Linked DNA regions of Mus musculus: all the other regions are linked to region 1. The links are chromatin contacts, called in public promoter capture Hi-C maps. All regions are on one chromosome and are shown on one strand. The core of a region is the stretch at or near the end of the contact, and the rest is flanking DNA. Distances in the headings are between cores, read along the strand shown. Region 1 holds the start of Kif4 (kinesin family member 4). Region 2 holds the start of Ercc6l (excision repair cross-complementing rodent repair deficiency complementation group 6 like). Region 3 holds the start of Efnb1 (ephrin B1). Region 4 holds the start of Ogt (O-linked N-acetylglucosamine (GlcNAc) transferase (UDP-N-acetylglucosamine:polypeptide-N-acetylglucosaminyl transferase)).

Evidence for each region. Promoter capture Hi-C pulls out the DNA fragments that hold promoters and counts their contacts.
Region 2: a promoter capture Hi-C map of erythroid cells shows a contact between it and region 1, with 4 times the contacts expected there. The contact joins the promoter of Ercc6l here to the promoter of Kif4 in region 1. A contact is called at or near these places in 1 of 39 promoter capture datasets (erythroid cells) and 2 of 9 other capture datasets (adipose tissue and liver).
Region 3: a contact with region 1 is called in a promoter capture Hi-C map of pre-B cells. The contact joins the promoter of Efnb1 here to the promoter of Kif4 in region 1. A contact is called at or near these places in 6 of 39 promoter capture datasets (the 3T3-L1 cell line, cranial neural crest, frontonasal cranial neural crest and 3 more), 1 of 484 Hi-C or Micro-C datasets (CD4 T cells), 1 of 115 datasets of contacts at active chromatin or transcription factors (large pre-B cells) and 2 of 9 other capture datasets (adipose tissue and liver).
Region 4: a contact with region 1 is called in a promoter capture Hi-C map of erythroid cells, with 32 times the contacts expected there. The contact joins the promoter of Ogt here to the promoter of Kif4 in region 1. A contact is called at or near these places in 2 of 39 promoter capture datasets (erythroid cells and pre-B cells), 2 of 484 Hi-C or Micro-C datasets (B cells and pre-B cells) and 1 of 115 datasets of contacts at active chromatin or transcription factors (astrocytes).

What each region holds. Positions count from the first base shown.
Region 1 is chrX:100,624,113-100,627,836 of GRCm38.p6, forward strand. It overlaps Kif4 (kinesin family member 4), which reads left to right and starts at 1,953. Exons shown (of 30, transcript NM_008446.2): 1 at 1,953-2,476; 2 at 2,592-2,706. The coding sequence starts at 2,357. Pdzd11 (PDZ domain containing 11) reads right to left here and starts at 1,829. Exons shown (of 7, transcript NM_001356384.1): 1 at 1,774-1,829; 2 at 1,176-1,275; 3 at 683-766; 4 at 421-477. The coding sequence starts at 1,262.
Region 2 is chrX:102,155,144-102,158,867 of GRCm38.p6, forward strand. Ercc6l (excision repair cross-complementing rodent repair deficiency complementation group 6 like) reads right to left here and starts at 1,948. Exons shown (of 2, transcript NM_146235.3): 1 at 1,765-1,948. The coding sequence starts at 1,832.
Region 3 is chrX:99,134,014-99,137,737 of GRCm38.p6, forward strand. Efnb1 (ephrin B1) reads left to right here and starts at 2,048. Exons shown (of 5, transcript NM_010110.5): 1 at 2,048-3,000. The coding sequence starts at 2,873.
Region 4 is chrX:101,638,124-101,641,847 of GRCm38.p6, forward strand. Ogt (O-linked N-acetylglucosamine (GlcNAc) transferase (UDP-N-acetylglucosamine:polypeptide-N-acetylglucosaminyl transferase)) reads left to right here and starts at 1,928. Exons shown (of 22, transcript NM_139144.4): 1 at 1,928-2,199. The coding sequence starts at 2,163.

The sequences.
Region 1 (3,724 bases), core at 703-3,202:
GATTCTTTTTTTTTTTTCTTAATTAAAGACAGGGTTTTTCTTTTGTAGCCCTGGCTGCCCTGGAACTCACTCCGTAGACCAGACTGGCCTTGGATTCACAGAGATCTGCCTATCTCTGCCTCCCATGTGCTGGGACTAAGGTCCTATGTCACCATTGTCTGCCTTGACTTTATAGATTGTTACCTACTCCTAATCTTCCCCCTTCTGCCTCTCGAGTTCTCAGAGTACTGACATGCCCACATGCCCCAGCATACTGGCCCCAAGTACAGTTCTCAAAGGGAAAGGCTGAATTTCCATTATGTCTATCCTATGACTCCAGCGGGTCATCCATTTTTTTATCTGCTGGGCCACCAGTGCACTTTAATATGATAACAAAGTAGCTAGCCATACAGCCTATCATACACACACATTCACACAGACCTTGGAGATGAAGATGCCTAGCTGCGAGGCCTTTCCTCCTCGGATGTTAAATCCCAACTGAAAGACAAAAGGACACAGGATGCAGACTCAGCAGAGACATAAGAACAGGGACATCTATGTACTCAGAAGAAAAGGAGATGCTGTAGAAGTGCCACCTCTGCTTTTCTGGTCACCTACCTCCCAATCCACATCCACACCCCAACCATGGCCAATTTCTGGCATGGACCAAACGTTACTGGAATAAGAGCCCCTATAAGTTTACCTGAGCACCAGGAGGCTTCTTCAGTGTAACAATTCGGGGCAGAAACTGGGTCAACTCATTGTTGTAGTCTGGGTGGTACACTCTCTGCAAGATACAGCAATCCCCGAAATCTTATTCCCAGTCTTAGATGTGTTACATCTACCTTCTTTTAGAATACCAATAAACCAGATATATGTCAGGAATTGGTAAAGCCATTGACTCAGTTTACAAAGCACAGATAAAACAGTCCAGAGGAGTGGCTGTTTAGTCTCGGGACATGTTAGTGGCCCTATAGATCCCTAGTCCTTTCTTATTGACAGGATGGAAATTAAGGCTCTGAATTTTCAGAATTCACCAGTGTGAAGGGTTCTGGCATGGTGATTCTGCAAGAAGTCACCAGTGGGTCACTGTTGCTCAGAATTCACCTAAGATCCACTCTCCACTGAGTTTCCTAGCCCTGCTACTTTTTCTTTCATAGATCTCATGATTATTCAGGAATGCAGATGGCGCCCACCTCATGAGGAGGAATCCACGCTGGAGGGTTTTCATAGGCCGGCAGGAAAACCACAGGGTAGTCATCATAGGGAATCCGGTTGTCCATTTCAGGCAAAGCCCTGAAAAGGACGAATCAAAGGAAACGAAAATGATTTTAAAAAGGACCAAGCACTCTAAGTTCCAGAAAGCCTTCCAGCCGAGGGCCATTCCTTTATGGGACTAGCCCACAAGTAGGTGTTAAGATTGGGGAGGGGGGGTAGGGAGGAGAGGCAGGCTACAAAACAAAATAACAAAAACAAAAGACAAAAAAATTAATTTTTTAAGCACTCTAATGGCATGTTTGCATTTCTCACAATTCTACAAAAAACAATAGGTGTCACCACTTCCAACCTAGGAAAAGAGAATCTACACATCTACAAAGATCTACTTTAAAACAGCAAGGGAGTGCCAACTCTTAACTATCCCATAGGGATTGGGGCCAGACACAATCTCTAGAGGTGCTTAGTAAACGTGGTGTCCACAGACGGGTTCCGTCTACACGGGCTACCTTCTAGATCCAGGTCCTGCAACCCGCCCGAATCCCGCGCTCGCGACCACTTAACTCAGGGCCACCTCACCGGTAAGAAGGCCTCGGTCAGCGACAGCCAATTCGGCGTCGGAACCGGAAGCGGATGCTCCTACCACCCTGCCGGGGCGGAGCTCTCTTTGGGCGAGCCAGAGCTCCAGCCTCCTTGCGCGTCACGGTGTGCGTGCTCAAGTTCGTCTGCTTCTCACAGGCTGTACGCGCTCCGATTGGCTGGCGCCTCTGGGATCAATTTGAAACTTGGCGGTTAAAGCTCCGGTTGGAACAGGGCGCCAGGGAAGGTCGGTGAGAGGGACGTTTAGTTTGGTGAGTTACCCGGGCACCGCGTTAGCTCCGATTCTGCGCTTTGGAGCACTTTAGGGCTTGGGGTCGCGGTTGCTGTCTCTGCTGGAGTTTCCTTATTGCTGACGCCGCTTCGCCCTGCAGTATTGGGACTGACAAACCTTTAGGCGGTGGCCAAGAGTGACAGGACACCGTGATCCCGCTGGGAGGGAGAGTGCATCAGCGAGTTCCGAGCTCTCCCACCGCCTGAGAAGGGCCTTTCCACTCCTGCCAGCCTCCGGGGGCTCCTGGGAGAGCCGGCTTCACCCAGCACGGACACCTGCTGAGCTGGTACCATGAAAGAAGAGGTGAAGGGGATTCCCGTAAGAGTGGCACTGCGTTGTCGCCCCCTCGTCTCGAAAGAGATTAAGGAGGGCTGCCAGACGTGCCTTTCCTTTGTGCCCGGAGAGCCTCAGGTGGGTAGTCGAGTCTGGAGTGGCTTCCTCCACAGCTGAGGCTGAAAGGAGCGAGGGGCGTGGTCAGGCATTTTTTTTTTAATCCTTCCCCATCCTTGTCTCTTGCCTCTTGCAGGTGGTGGTTGGTAATGATAAATCATTTACCTACGATTTTGTGTTTGACCCCTCTACTGAACAGGAAGAGGTCTTTAATACAGCAGTAGCTCCACTCATAAAAGGCGTGTTTAAAGGTGAGGCTGTCTAATTCACTGGGCGTTTGTGTGTGTGTGGGTGGGTCATATAGGCACTACAAATAAGAGGAATGGATGAAACAGACTTCTGCCTTTAAAAACAGCCCACAGCCTAGTAACACATCCAGTTTATCTTTGACCTAGACATATTTTGTTGTCTTGGGACCTCACAGAGAACCTTTCATTTCAGCACTTGGGAGGCAAAGACTGATGTAGAAGCCATGGAGGGATGTTCCTTACTGGCTTCCTTCCCCTGGCTTGCTCAGCCTGTTCTCTTATAGAACCCAAGACTACCAGCCCAGGGATGGTCCCACCCACAAGGGGCCTTTCCCCCTTGATCACTAATTGAGAAAATGCCTTACAGTTGGATCTCATGGAGGTATTTCCTCAACTGAAGGTCCTTACTCTGTGATAACTCCAGCTGTGTCAAGTTGACACAAAACTAGCCAGTACAACCACCCTCCTTGATTTGGCTTATGCTGTGCTGGAAAGCAAACGCATGGCTTTGTGTATGCTAGACAAGTACTTTGCCAAGTGAGCTATAGGCCCAGACTTTATTGTAAAACTTGAAAACACTGTAGTTATAGTAGTTATAGAAATGTTGCAAGAACAGCATAAAGATGCCATTTTTTTCATAGAATCATTGGTAATAAGTTGTTGATGTTATGATCCCTGAATACTTTACCATATATTTCCAGTAAGCGTCATGACATAGCCATCATAATCACAGAAGTTGCAATGTCTTGTTACTACTTTCTCATCCTCAGCCCTGTTCAAGTGTTGCCAGTTGTTTCAGTAATACCCTTGATAGCAAAGAATTTAGTTCAAAAATCATGGTATGATTAGCTGCTGCGCCCTTCTTATAGTCCCCAAGTCTAAAGTAGTCCTTGAACCTTTGGGCTTTGTGTTTTTTAAAGCCTTCATTGTTTTGATACTTGAAGATTACAAAGCACTTGTATCTTTCTTTTTGCTTTTATCTAACGTTATGATAAAATTTGAGACGGTTTTTTGTGTTTGT
Region 2 (3,724 bases), core at 698-3,197, 1.5 Mb after region 1:
AAACCAAACCAGACCAAAAAAACAGCAAACAAACTGTTTATTTCAGGCCAGAAGTTGCATGAACTTCTTGAGTTTCACTGACTGAGCACTCTTCTCATCCTAAATCCAAACAATGAGCCTAAGAAAACCACCTTAGAATTTCAGTTGTAAAGGAGCATCCTTGGAGAAAAACAAGTAAGCCAGCTCGTCTATTTTTTAATTTAATTACATTTTAAGAGTGATTTAATCTTTAAGCCTTATAGTAAATTACATCCTTTGTGATATTAAACTTGGAAAGCCACTTACTTTTTTTATAGTGGTGGCCACTGTGAAGACCCCCGAGAGTCAACTCTCTTGTGAAGCATACGCCCATGGGCTGTCTTACAAGACTCCAGGTTTATTTAGAGACTCATTAACTTTGCTTCCCTCTGGTATGTCTTGAAATTCTTTTCTCCATTTTTATCTAAGAGGAGGTCCCTCGAGGGAAAACTCTACTTAGAGTACTGGTGGCTCTGTCCACTGACTGATCGTTGATTCACTGGAACATGGTGCTATGTACCTGTAATTCCATCACTATGTGGACTCAGAGAGAAGGATAGAGTTCAAGAGCAGCCTGCCTCAAAAAAAAAAAAAACAAAAAAAAACAAAACCTATGCCTGGCAGTGATGGCGCTAGCCTTTAATCCAAGCACTGAGCAAAAGTTAGTGGTATGTGGGTCTCTGTGAGTTCAAGGCCAGCCTGATCCACACAGAGAAACCTTGTCTCCAAGGAAAAAAAACCCTACAAGTTAACAACATAAATCTACATACTGTAGAGAGGACTCTGTAGTTAAGAGGACTAGGTGCTTGCTCTTTCAGAGGACTCTGGTTCAGTTCCCAGCACCCACATGGTGGCTCACAACCCTCTGTATCTTCAGTCTCAGGAGGGGATGGCACACACCCCATTATAGTTGTGATCTTTTTTCCTCTACTTAGGGGTGGTTTTGAGCAACCTTTTCATGTGCCTGTTTGCCATTATGTGTTTTTTAAGAGAAATGTCTACAAATCCTTTGCTAATATTTTATGTAGTCTTTTAAAAATTATATAGGCATAGACGGGTGTTTTGCATATGCGCGCGCGGGGCGGGGGTGGGGGGGCGCATGTACATCACATAGGTACCAGAACATAGGATCCTGTAGGACTGGAGTTACATAATGGTTGTGAGCTACTATGTGGGTGCTGGGAATTGAACCTGGGTCTTCTGGAAGAGCAGTCAGTGCTCTTAACCTCTGAGTCATCTCTCCAGCCCTGCACTACAATTTTTAATAGTTAAATATTCCAACCTAGGCATCTGGTGAAAGCGTATTCATTCACTGGGCTTAATGGTTCCTTTGGGGGCATATGTCTTCCCTTCGTAACTGGACCCCCTTTCTTTTAATGGCAGCACTCTGGTCGGGAAATAAAACATTTTACAGCATCCATCAAACACCATAAAGTATTTCTGTTTCAGATCCCATTTTCACTACCCAATTGCTAACAACTTAGGGACTATTTTTCCTCTTTTCTCCCAGGTCTGGCGGTTGGCGAGTTAGAAAGACTCAAAGATTTCATCAGTTAATTAAAATTCAGGCTCTTAAAGAGTTCATACTCAAGAGTTATTTGACTTACGAGTGACTTGGCAGGGCGAGCTCCCCGAAATAGAAATCTGGTCAAAGCCACAGCAGATCCTAGGGGGAGGTGGGAGCCACTCCACCTCAACCCCAGGCCAGGGACTGCAAGTTCGACCCGTCCGGAGACCCAAACATACCTCAGGTAACTCTCGGCCAGTTGTGGGCTCAAAGTCTCCACTTCCGCTAAGCCTTGGGAAGCCTCCATGGCCAGGGAATCCGGAGAGCCCAGGAAAGGAGACTCCCAGTTAAAACCGCGCTTGAATTTCGCTCGCTCCCGCCTTACCCAGGCTGGGCTCACGCACTAGACTGGTAGAGCCAACTGCCCGCCTCGCGGCGGGCCAATCCGGGATCTGGCGCTCGAGCGCGGTTTCCTGAGCCCCGCCCAGGAAGGTCTTGCGCCTGCGCCCTCGAGCACTGGCGCTAGCTAGCTACGTTAGCTAGAGTGGCCTTACGTTTTGGGTTTTTTTTTTTTTTTTTTTGGAGGGGGGGGGGGCTGCTGATTCACGTGACCGGTGGTGGTTTCAGTTCCGTCCTAACTGCGTGGCGGTGAGTGTGAATGTTGAGTAATGAGAGCGAAGGGAAGGAGTTAAGAGCGTGAGTAAAATGCGCGCTTGTTTCTCTTGTCCTTGTGAGTGGAGGCTGTCTTATTGTACTGGCCCATAGAGGTCTCCATTGCCCCCTTTTCCTCCCCGCCAGTGCCTGGCACTGAACATACTTGGAATTCACACACCTAGAAGTGCAATCCTGCAACTTAAAGCTGACACTGAAGAAGGATTTTCAAAGACAAAGCCTAAGCCGCTCGTGGTGGTGCACACCTCTGATAACAGTGCTTAGGAGGCAGAGGCAGGAGGATCTCAAGATCTAGTCCAGACTGAGCTTGCATATAAACAAGACCCTGTCTCAGAAGTACACACACAAACACACACGCCCTTATTTACGCAATACCAAATAGAGTAGAGGTTATTTATGTATTTGAGAGGTTGGGAAGGGGACATGATAAGAGTTGAATGGGAATGAATGGCTTACAGATTACTCATATATGAAATGATGAAAAAATTAAATGTAAAAAAATAATAATAGCTAGATTTGGTGGCACAAGCCTGTTGGGTTTCAGATCCGGGACAAGTAGCTGAGGTGCATATATAACATACCAAAGTGGACCTGGCCTTCAGGTTCTCCCACCATCCTTCATCCTTGTTACAGGGCATGACTGGCAAACCCCACCCTCTACACTGAACTTTCCAACCCAGAGGCTGGGCCACCCAGCAGCTCTTCATTATGTAATACAGACCTTTTTGGTTTTCCCTCTCTTTTCTCTCTGCATGCCTGCTTTCTCTCTCCCCCTTCTCTGCCTATCTTTCCATGGTGACTTCACTGACACCCCCCTCCTGTATGGTGAATGAACCTGCCTGGAGGCTGCCCCCAATAAACCTGCCTTTATACTTTAATTTGGCCTGAATTGGCTTATTTTGTTCGTGGAGATACCAAAGCCTAGGGTTCCAGCACCTTTGAGGTTGACGCAGAAGGATTACAGATTCAAAATCCATTCAGGCCAACCCAAGCCACTTAGTGAGACCCTGTGAGTGCTGGGGCTATATCTCAGTAGTAGAGCATTTGCTTAGCTCTGTGACTCTATGGCTTCTTTCATTTTGTGAAGATAAACAAATAAGTGCAATTATAATGTGGTTATCCCCTTCAGAAGTTCTAGTTAAGATGCAGTCATTTTCAAAGGCAAAGCTCAGGCCTTAGGGAAATGGAAAAGATACATAAGAGGTCGAGAGCCAACAAAAATTATTCTGGTTTATATATTACTAAGAAAGCCACTCCTGAAGCCCAGAACTCTGGAAACTGAGATAGGATTATGATGAGTTCGAGGCCAGCAAGGACTCAAAACATACTGATGGGGACATGGACATTGTGATTCCCTGAGAAATGGACCCCAACATAAGAGACACTTGCACCAATATAATAAACTATTTGGAATAAGACTTCCATTTTGAGCTGGGCAGTGGTGGTACACGCCTTTAATCACAGCACTCGGGAGGCAGAGGCAGGCAGATTTCTGAGTTCGAGGCCAGCCTGGTCTACAGAATGAGT
Region 3 (3,724 bases), core at 798-3,297, 1.5 Mb before region 1:
AGAAGCACTTTGCTCTATGGCCAAAATTAATGACCCTTCCTAGGATTAGTGACCTTCTGAGACCTGCGAATGAGGAGCAGTGATCTGGCCATCCTGGGGGCTGTGGTTTTCCAGGAACCTCGAAGCTTGTAATTTACAATAAGCCAAGAGAGTGAGTATGCATGGAGCATCTGCAAGTGGGTCCATCTGTATAGTACAAGGAATGGCTGTAAAATTGGGGACAGAGACACCAGGAACGACCCCAGGGATAGGTCAGGATATGTCAATCGTGAGCCTTAGTTTCCCTCTTTAAGTAAAAATGGGGATAGCAGAACTGATTTCAAAGGATGGTGAAAGAAAATCATCCGCAGTGGTCCGTGATGCCTTGTAGGGACTTTGTAAGCAGCTGGCTGCTTTCTAGATTCACATCTGGAAGTCCTTTGATGGCAGGGGTCTCAGGTGGACTGCTGGTGTGTCTTTCTACCTTATTTGTATCTCTCCTTGTTCTGCTTGCATCCCAGTGCAGAGTCCAATTGGGAAAACAAAGGCCCTAGAGTGTGTACCCAGAGCCATTGAATGTTGCAAGGTCTCTGGCTCCAAAGGTGGGAGAACCCCACATAGATGCCCCCACTAGAACGACAGAGATGATTAGATGATGCAGTGAAGGACTCAAGAATGGACATGGAACTCATAAATGGCAAAGCCCCTAAAGGATGGGGCTCAGACCGTTATCTCCATAGAGAAGCAACAAGAAGGAACTGGAATTTGGTTCTTTGGTCCTTCTTACCTTGCCTAGTAAGTCTAAAGTTAGAACCCGATTCATTACAAAAAGAAAAGAGGAGGCAGCGAGGAGGAGAAAAAGGAGGGGCGCGAATATAGGAAGCCTTTCTAACCTTTGAAGTCCCCAAGCCCAGATCTTTCCCACCTTTCTTACATGAGTGGCCAGTGGCCGGCTCTTGCTACTGCCATGCCTACCTCTGAGCGCTTTGAGTGCCAGACTTGCTCAGCAGGCTCTAGGTGGGAGGCCTCCGCTTATCCCGGGAGCCCGCAAGTCTATAGAAGGCCAGCAGGGGGAGACATTAGCACGTGGGTACGTCCGCTGGGACCTGAGAAAAGCGAGTAGGTCAGACCGGGAGGGTCTGAGCTATGGGATTGAGCCAAATTATAAGCAAAGAGACAAGGAGGGGCGGAGAGAATGGGCCAGTGCTGGGAGACAAAGACCCAGATGGTGAGGCCGAGGCCGGGAAAGGCTGGAGTCCGGAATCTCAGGGCCCAGATGCCTGCTTTTGCTCTTTCAAAAGGCTTCTCTTCTGCTCCTTTCTCCCCTGTCCTAGAGCTTTCTGTACAGTTTGTGACCTCTCGTCCCTACTTGCCTGCTCCTGGCCCTTTCGTATGCCTTCAGACAGGACTGACTAAATCTGTGTGCCTGGAGTTTGGGGTGGAGGGTCTCAAAGGGCTCGCTCTCGAAGATGAAAATTTTAAAGGCTTGGTTCACTAGATGCAAATAAATTCCTCCTCCCCTTTGGACACAATACTTTTTCTGAGTCTCCACTGCCCATAGCTCTAACCTCTAATAGTCTAATAGACTCTTGTCGTGGTCAATGCAAAAAAGGAGTGCATTACGAGGACAGGAAGACGGGGTCCAACAGAGTGTAGGTAGTGACTGGACTGGGAGCAGGCAGGCTGACAGAAGTGGGCACCGAGTGGGATTCTGGGGCTGGTACGCGAGTATGCGCATGTGGGGTGTGTTTGTGTGTATAAAAAGAACACAAGGACGGTGCTTTCTGGAGGTACTTGGGACAGGGTTTGTCTGCTCTAGGTCAGTGGGCCGGGTGCTGACCGGGTGTGCATGAGAGCAGGCCAGCAGCTTTTGGGAAGCGCCAACTTCCCTAGAACTCCCTGGGAACCAGACTAAGCGGGACAGAGGCATAACCGCAAGAGCCGCACATTCAGATTCGTGCCATCGAGAGAGCAGCGTCCTTATGAGCTCCCCGAAGCCCCACCCCTTCCTGCTCTGTGGGCGTGGTATGGGGCAAGGACCCCGTCACAGAGCTTTCTATTGGTTCGAAGGAGCAGGGTTGGCCTTGTGCTCGCCTGAGCAGGAGAGTAGAAAGCTCAGCGGCAGCGGAGGGAGTCTATGCGCGCTGGACAGCAGTGGGGGGTGTGTGTGATTCGCACTGACTGCAGACACTCGGGCTCAATCGCCGGGGATTAAGGACTTGGCGACCGGGCTGCCGGGCTACCCGGCCGAGGCTTCAGAGGTGCAAATCGACGGGACTGATTTGCTCGGCAGGGCCGTACTAGCCTTTTAAGTATACTGAGAAGGGCCGGTGCTAAAGTAGAAGCTGTCGTGGGACGCGCCGGCGCGGAGTCCCACTGTGGCCCGGAGGAACGGAGTCCGTGTTAGGGGGACCCAGTCGGGAGCCTGGGGACCGAGCTCGCATTGTTGGGAGACAACCCGCCTCTTCTTCCCAGAGGCGTCAATCCCAGGACGGTCGAGGCGTCGGGGCAGCCACTGAGCGCTCTTCAGGGAGACCCGATCGGGGAGAGGACTTGCAGTCTCAAACAATCTGGGAGAGCCGAGCGGAATCCGGCGGGATCACTCGGGGGCGGCGAGCCCCCGTCGCGCCTCGTGCGGCGGAGAGGCCAGGGAAGAAAGTCCTCGGAGGCCGCAGCCCATGCGCGGGTTGGGGACGCCTGCCCAGTGAGTCCTCCTGGCCAGCCGGGCGAAGGAGAGCGACCCCGAGGCCAGCGGGAGGGGAGTGCTTCAAGGCCGGCGGCTGCGGAGGATGGGCGCCTGAGTGGCTCCGAGCGCTGCGCGGCACGGGCAGGCGAGGCGAGCTTTGCTGAGGAGGCGCTAGGGGATCCTGAAGTGCATTCTGCCCCGGGGAAAATGGCCCGGCCTGGGCAGCGTTGGCTCAGCAAGTGGCTTGTGGCTATGGTCGTGCTGACGCTGTGCCGGCTTGCCACGCCGTTGGCCAAGAACCTGGAGCCCGTGTCCTGGAGCTCTCTTAACCCTAAGTGAGTAACTTATCTACTCTGGTCCCTGGGGGTGGGAGGCACTTCTTCGGGGTGAGGTCGTGCACCCCCAAGTGCGTGGGGGGGGTTGTCCGTAGGAGGTGCGGCGCCCTATTTTATATCTGGCCTTTTCTAGTGTTTTCTTGCGGGCAGTCGGGGTAGGGTGCGGAAGGGTGGGGTGGGGGCACTTAGCTGCGTTTCGATCCTTCGGTTTGGCCCTACTCTCAAGTCCGGATCGCGTCTGTTGGTCACACCAGGCAGATATAGAATGTCTGGGCGCTCCAGAGCGCACCCGAGAGCTGGGTGGGGGCGAGTAAGCAGCCCACTCCAGGGCCTCTGGGAACGTGGTGGTTTTCACTCACAGCCACTCCAGGGGTGAGATCGACCTGAGCAAGGGACCAGGCCAGAACACAGGTTCCTCATTTGCTTAGGTGTCAGGGCGGCTCAGGACCTAGCGCCCCGGGGCGAGTGGCAGCATCTGTATATCTTCTCCAGCTTCTCCCATTTTCATTTGTCTTTCTTCCCTGTCTGTTTGCCTCCCTGTCTTTCTCTTTGCCGTCTCTTCTTGCACACTCCCCCCCCCCCCCCATTTCTCTCTGCCGGGGAGGTAGAAAGGCGGGCGCTGCTTCCAGGCTCACAAAGGCGGCGGGTGGAGAAGGGCGGAGTGGAAGAGGGTTTGTTTGAGAAGGGGGTTCGATCCAGTGCCCGTCGGGGGTCCAGTTGAGCT
Region 4 (3,724 bases), core at 678-3,177, 1.0 Mb after region 1:
GAGCACAGAAGCACCCCACTCCCCGCATTGCCCAGTACCAGCCTCTGTCTTCAGACCCCCTCTAGTCTGAGGTTCCCTTTCCAGACAATAGATCAAATGGGCTTCATTAAAATAACCCTCGGTATTCTTATTAAGCAGCATTTTGGGTCTACCTAAGCATATTGGAACTCCTTGAGGGCAAAGAGTTTGTCTTTTTCATTTTATGTTTGCCACAGTGCCTCGGATATAGAGATTTTAGTAAATGTTAATTTGTTGGCTGAAGAAGTTAGGCTTGACTGGTAAATCCCTGGAACCAAACCTCCAAGATCCTATTATTGGAGGCTCCTGGACCAATTCCTTGAAGGAGTTTTCCTTCCTGAGCTACATGAGCCTCACAATCCAATTTTTTCATAGCAGCGTGAGACTCCTTTCAGATGAGGGAACCCCAGATCAGTTTTCTATGAGTCAAATAGCTGTCCGACTGGGAGCATGACCTGACATTTAACGACTTTTTACTTAATTAACTATCACGCACTAATCAAGAAGGCCTAAACATCTGCTAGTAGAATCTGAGTTGCCTTTCTTAATGAGGAAAAGCTGAGTTCTTTCAACAAAGGTGGATCACTTGGTGGGTTTGGGGCTTGCCAGGTGTATCAAATGAAAAGATAAGGCCAATCAATATCCAGGAGAGTTTGAATGGCAAGCTTTCTTTTTTACTACATGTTGTGGTTCTGTGGGGCAGAAGAAATGAACAATATTATCAACTTTTTCTGCACTCATAATCCAAAGTTCATAGGTTGTTTGGCAATCTCAAGAAACTGAAACAGCCTTTGAGGATTTGTTTTTTATTTCACCAAGGAGCTAGACAGCAAACATTTTTACACAAGCTCACTAATTTTTCCTAGATCAAAGAGTTTTGAAACGGAAAGACTCTAAGAGAGCTAACTGTAGTCCCCAGTGGCTTGTAATAATCACTTAGTGACGTGTCTTAAAACTGTCAAGGAACAAGGCAGGAAATATAAATTAATAACAATGTGACAAAAATGTCCAAACACTGGGCTTGAAACCGTAAGAGGATCCAAAGAGCTGTTTTGTCAAAGGAAGGCAATTGGAAATTCATTGTAGTTGTGTGGTTTAGGAAGAAGGCAAAGGAACACAGTTTGCTTTGTTGAATTGCCTTAAGCTCCAAGGCATTTGCAGTCCTTAATGATTCTGACGAAACAAGGTCACAATTCAGGATCAGGAATTTTGAGGAAAAAGGCATCCTCTTTAACATTTCTGTGGTTGCTTTTGACATGCAAACTCCTAGCATTTACCCTGTTACCATCCCGAATCTCACAAACGATTTTGAATTTTAGGGTTATATGGTTCAAATCGAACACATTTGGGTTCACTCAGCTCAGGGAGACTGTCCGTTTTTCTCATCAAAGTACTTAAATTCATGGGTGGAGTCTGAATCAAAAAGCATTCAAATCGAACCGGCTCCCCCATTGTTTTGAACAGCCCCGTCTCTGAAACGCAAATATTCGCGTTTACTTGCTTAGAACTAACACGTTGGTCGTGTAAACTACCCTTTTCTGTTGAATGGAGTTAATTAAACTTTTCTAGACGCTCTGACATTCTAACATCGACATCACTGACCAGGTAGTAGACTCGTACTTTAGCGCTTGCCAAAAAAAAAAAAAAAAAAAAAAAAAAAAAAAGTAATCGACGGGCGTTTTTTGCCCTTCCGCCTTGCTCTTAAAAACTTGCTGGCTCTTGCCCCATAGGGAGCCCTTAACCCGGAGTTGCCTAGACAGGGTTGTCGCATGCGCTCTCTACAGTCATGTTTGTCGCAATGGACCTTGGGCGGAAGGTTACGTAAGAGCAAATGACTTTGATTACAGTCACTTGGTCGGTAGTCTTGTTACGCGCTACCTCCGCGGGGTACTTGATTATAACAGAAAGTAGTTCCGGCTTGTGTTGTTTCGGTCGAGGAGCCCTCGCCGCCATTTCAAGACAGTGAGAGGTAGATGTCTACCAAGAGTTCCTAAGATTCGAGTTCAGTATTCTGTGCCGCCCCCTGAGCCCTTCAAAACACTGATACGGCTGCTGCCTTTTTTCTGCTACTTCTAGAACCATTCTTGTCAGTAGTGGCGGCAGTAGAAGTCAATTACCCCTTGTTCTATCTCAAGAAGCTCCAGATGGCGTCTTCCGTGGGCAACGTGGCCGACAGTACAGGTACTAGTGTCCCATTCTACTCTGGCAGACGTCCCTTTGGGGTCTGGCGCCGTCTTGTATCTTTCATTACTTCCCTCTGACCATCCCCATTACATCAGTGGCATTACTGAGCTCTCGAGTTCTACTGCTATCTGATCGGGTTTGGTGCTGCCGTCCGTTCGTAAACATTCTCTAGTTGCTTGCTTGCATTTTGCTTGCTTTGGGGGCTTTTTCGTTGTTGCTTTATCCCATCAGTGTTGTAGCCTTCTCTCTCGGGACGAATCTATAGCACACGTGCGCGCTTAGTGTGTCTTGGAATGGGCTGCATTGGAATCTCTGCAATTTCTGTCTCCCGTCGCAACTGTTTTCTCCCTCAATTTCAGCCCGTCGCTCCCTCCCGTGCGCTTCCACCTCCTCCCCAAAGCCCCTTTCCCTTAGCCACATTTGGTCCTCCTTTGCCAGGCTAGGGCGGGGATGCTATTTCGGTGTAATCCTAGCCTCACTTTGCATCAGGCATGACTAGCGAAGGCTCCTCGGTGTGCTTCCAAGTAGCACCAAGAAGAGCTACTTGAGCCCGCACCCCGCCGGGGCAGCGCCTTGTGTTCTTGGGTTGAGCGGCCCCGATTTAGGTTGGAAATTTCCAGGGGTTCTCTTAGCCATCACCCAATTGCACCCGCTGCCCCAGTACGGAGTTTCCTACCCTGGTCAGCCCTCCCTGCTTGTTGCAACCACACCCTTCCTCTGCGAACGTGCCAGCCCGACAGTCGTTTCTTATCCTCAGGGAAGAAACCACCTCGGTGTGTTGCTTGGCGGCGACCACCCTGCCCGCCCTCCTAATTCTCTTTCTTTGTGTTACTTTCTCTATGTATTCCTCCGCCATGGCCTCTGGGTTTTCATCCCCATTCTTTAGCCCAGTATCTCTTTATCCATAGGGTGTGCATTATTATTTCTTTTTTAAGTTTCCATCCTTGCTTGAAGAGTTTGTAAAGCAACTGGAGTGTAGCTGCACAAGTGCAAAGCGGTTGCCTCTTTTCAACGATGCATCTCCAAGCCTTTGCTACAGAAAATAAGAAAACAACCAAATTGTAGGAGTGTCCTTCAACTGCCTTTCCAGATTGAGGCTGTTTGGGGCGGGAGGGGATGGGGAACCAGGCTGCAGCTCTAAGGTTCCCGAGAGGTTATTGTTTCTCAGTGTCTAGGTTTTAGTTGACGATTTTGAATATTGTGAGATAAATAGATGACTCTAAAATAGTATCTCATCCTTAATAGATGGGAATGGGATCAAGATTTCCACCTTTCTGTTTCCCCATCATGATTTTCAAAAATGTAAGATTCTGTCGTAGGTTTTTGTAAGAACTTGCTCTTTTCTGACTGTTAACTTTATTTGAAGAAATGGTCATTTCCAGTATTAAAAGAGCAGATATGTGACTTTGGAAAGTGATAGGTAATGTGCTAAATTTAGGAGCTAGAAAGTGCTACGTTCTTGTCTAACATGTAATTTTCTAGTTGATCTTCTAGCTCCAACCTCAGATTTGGACACAAATAT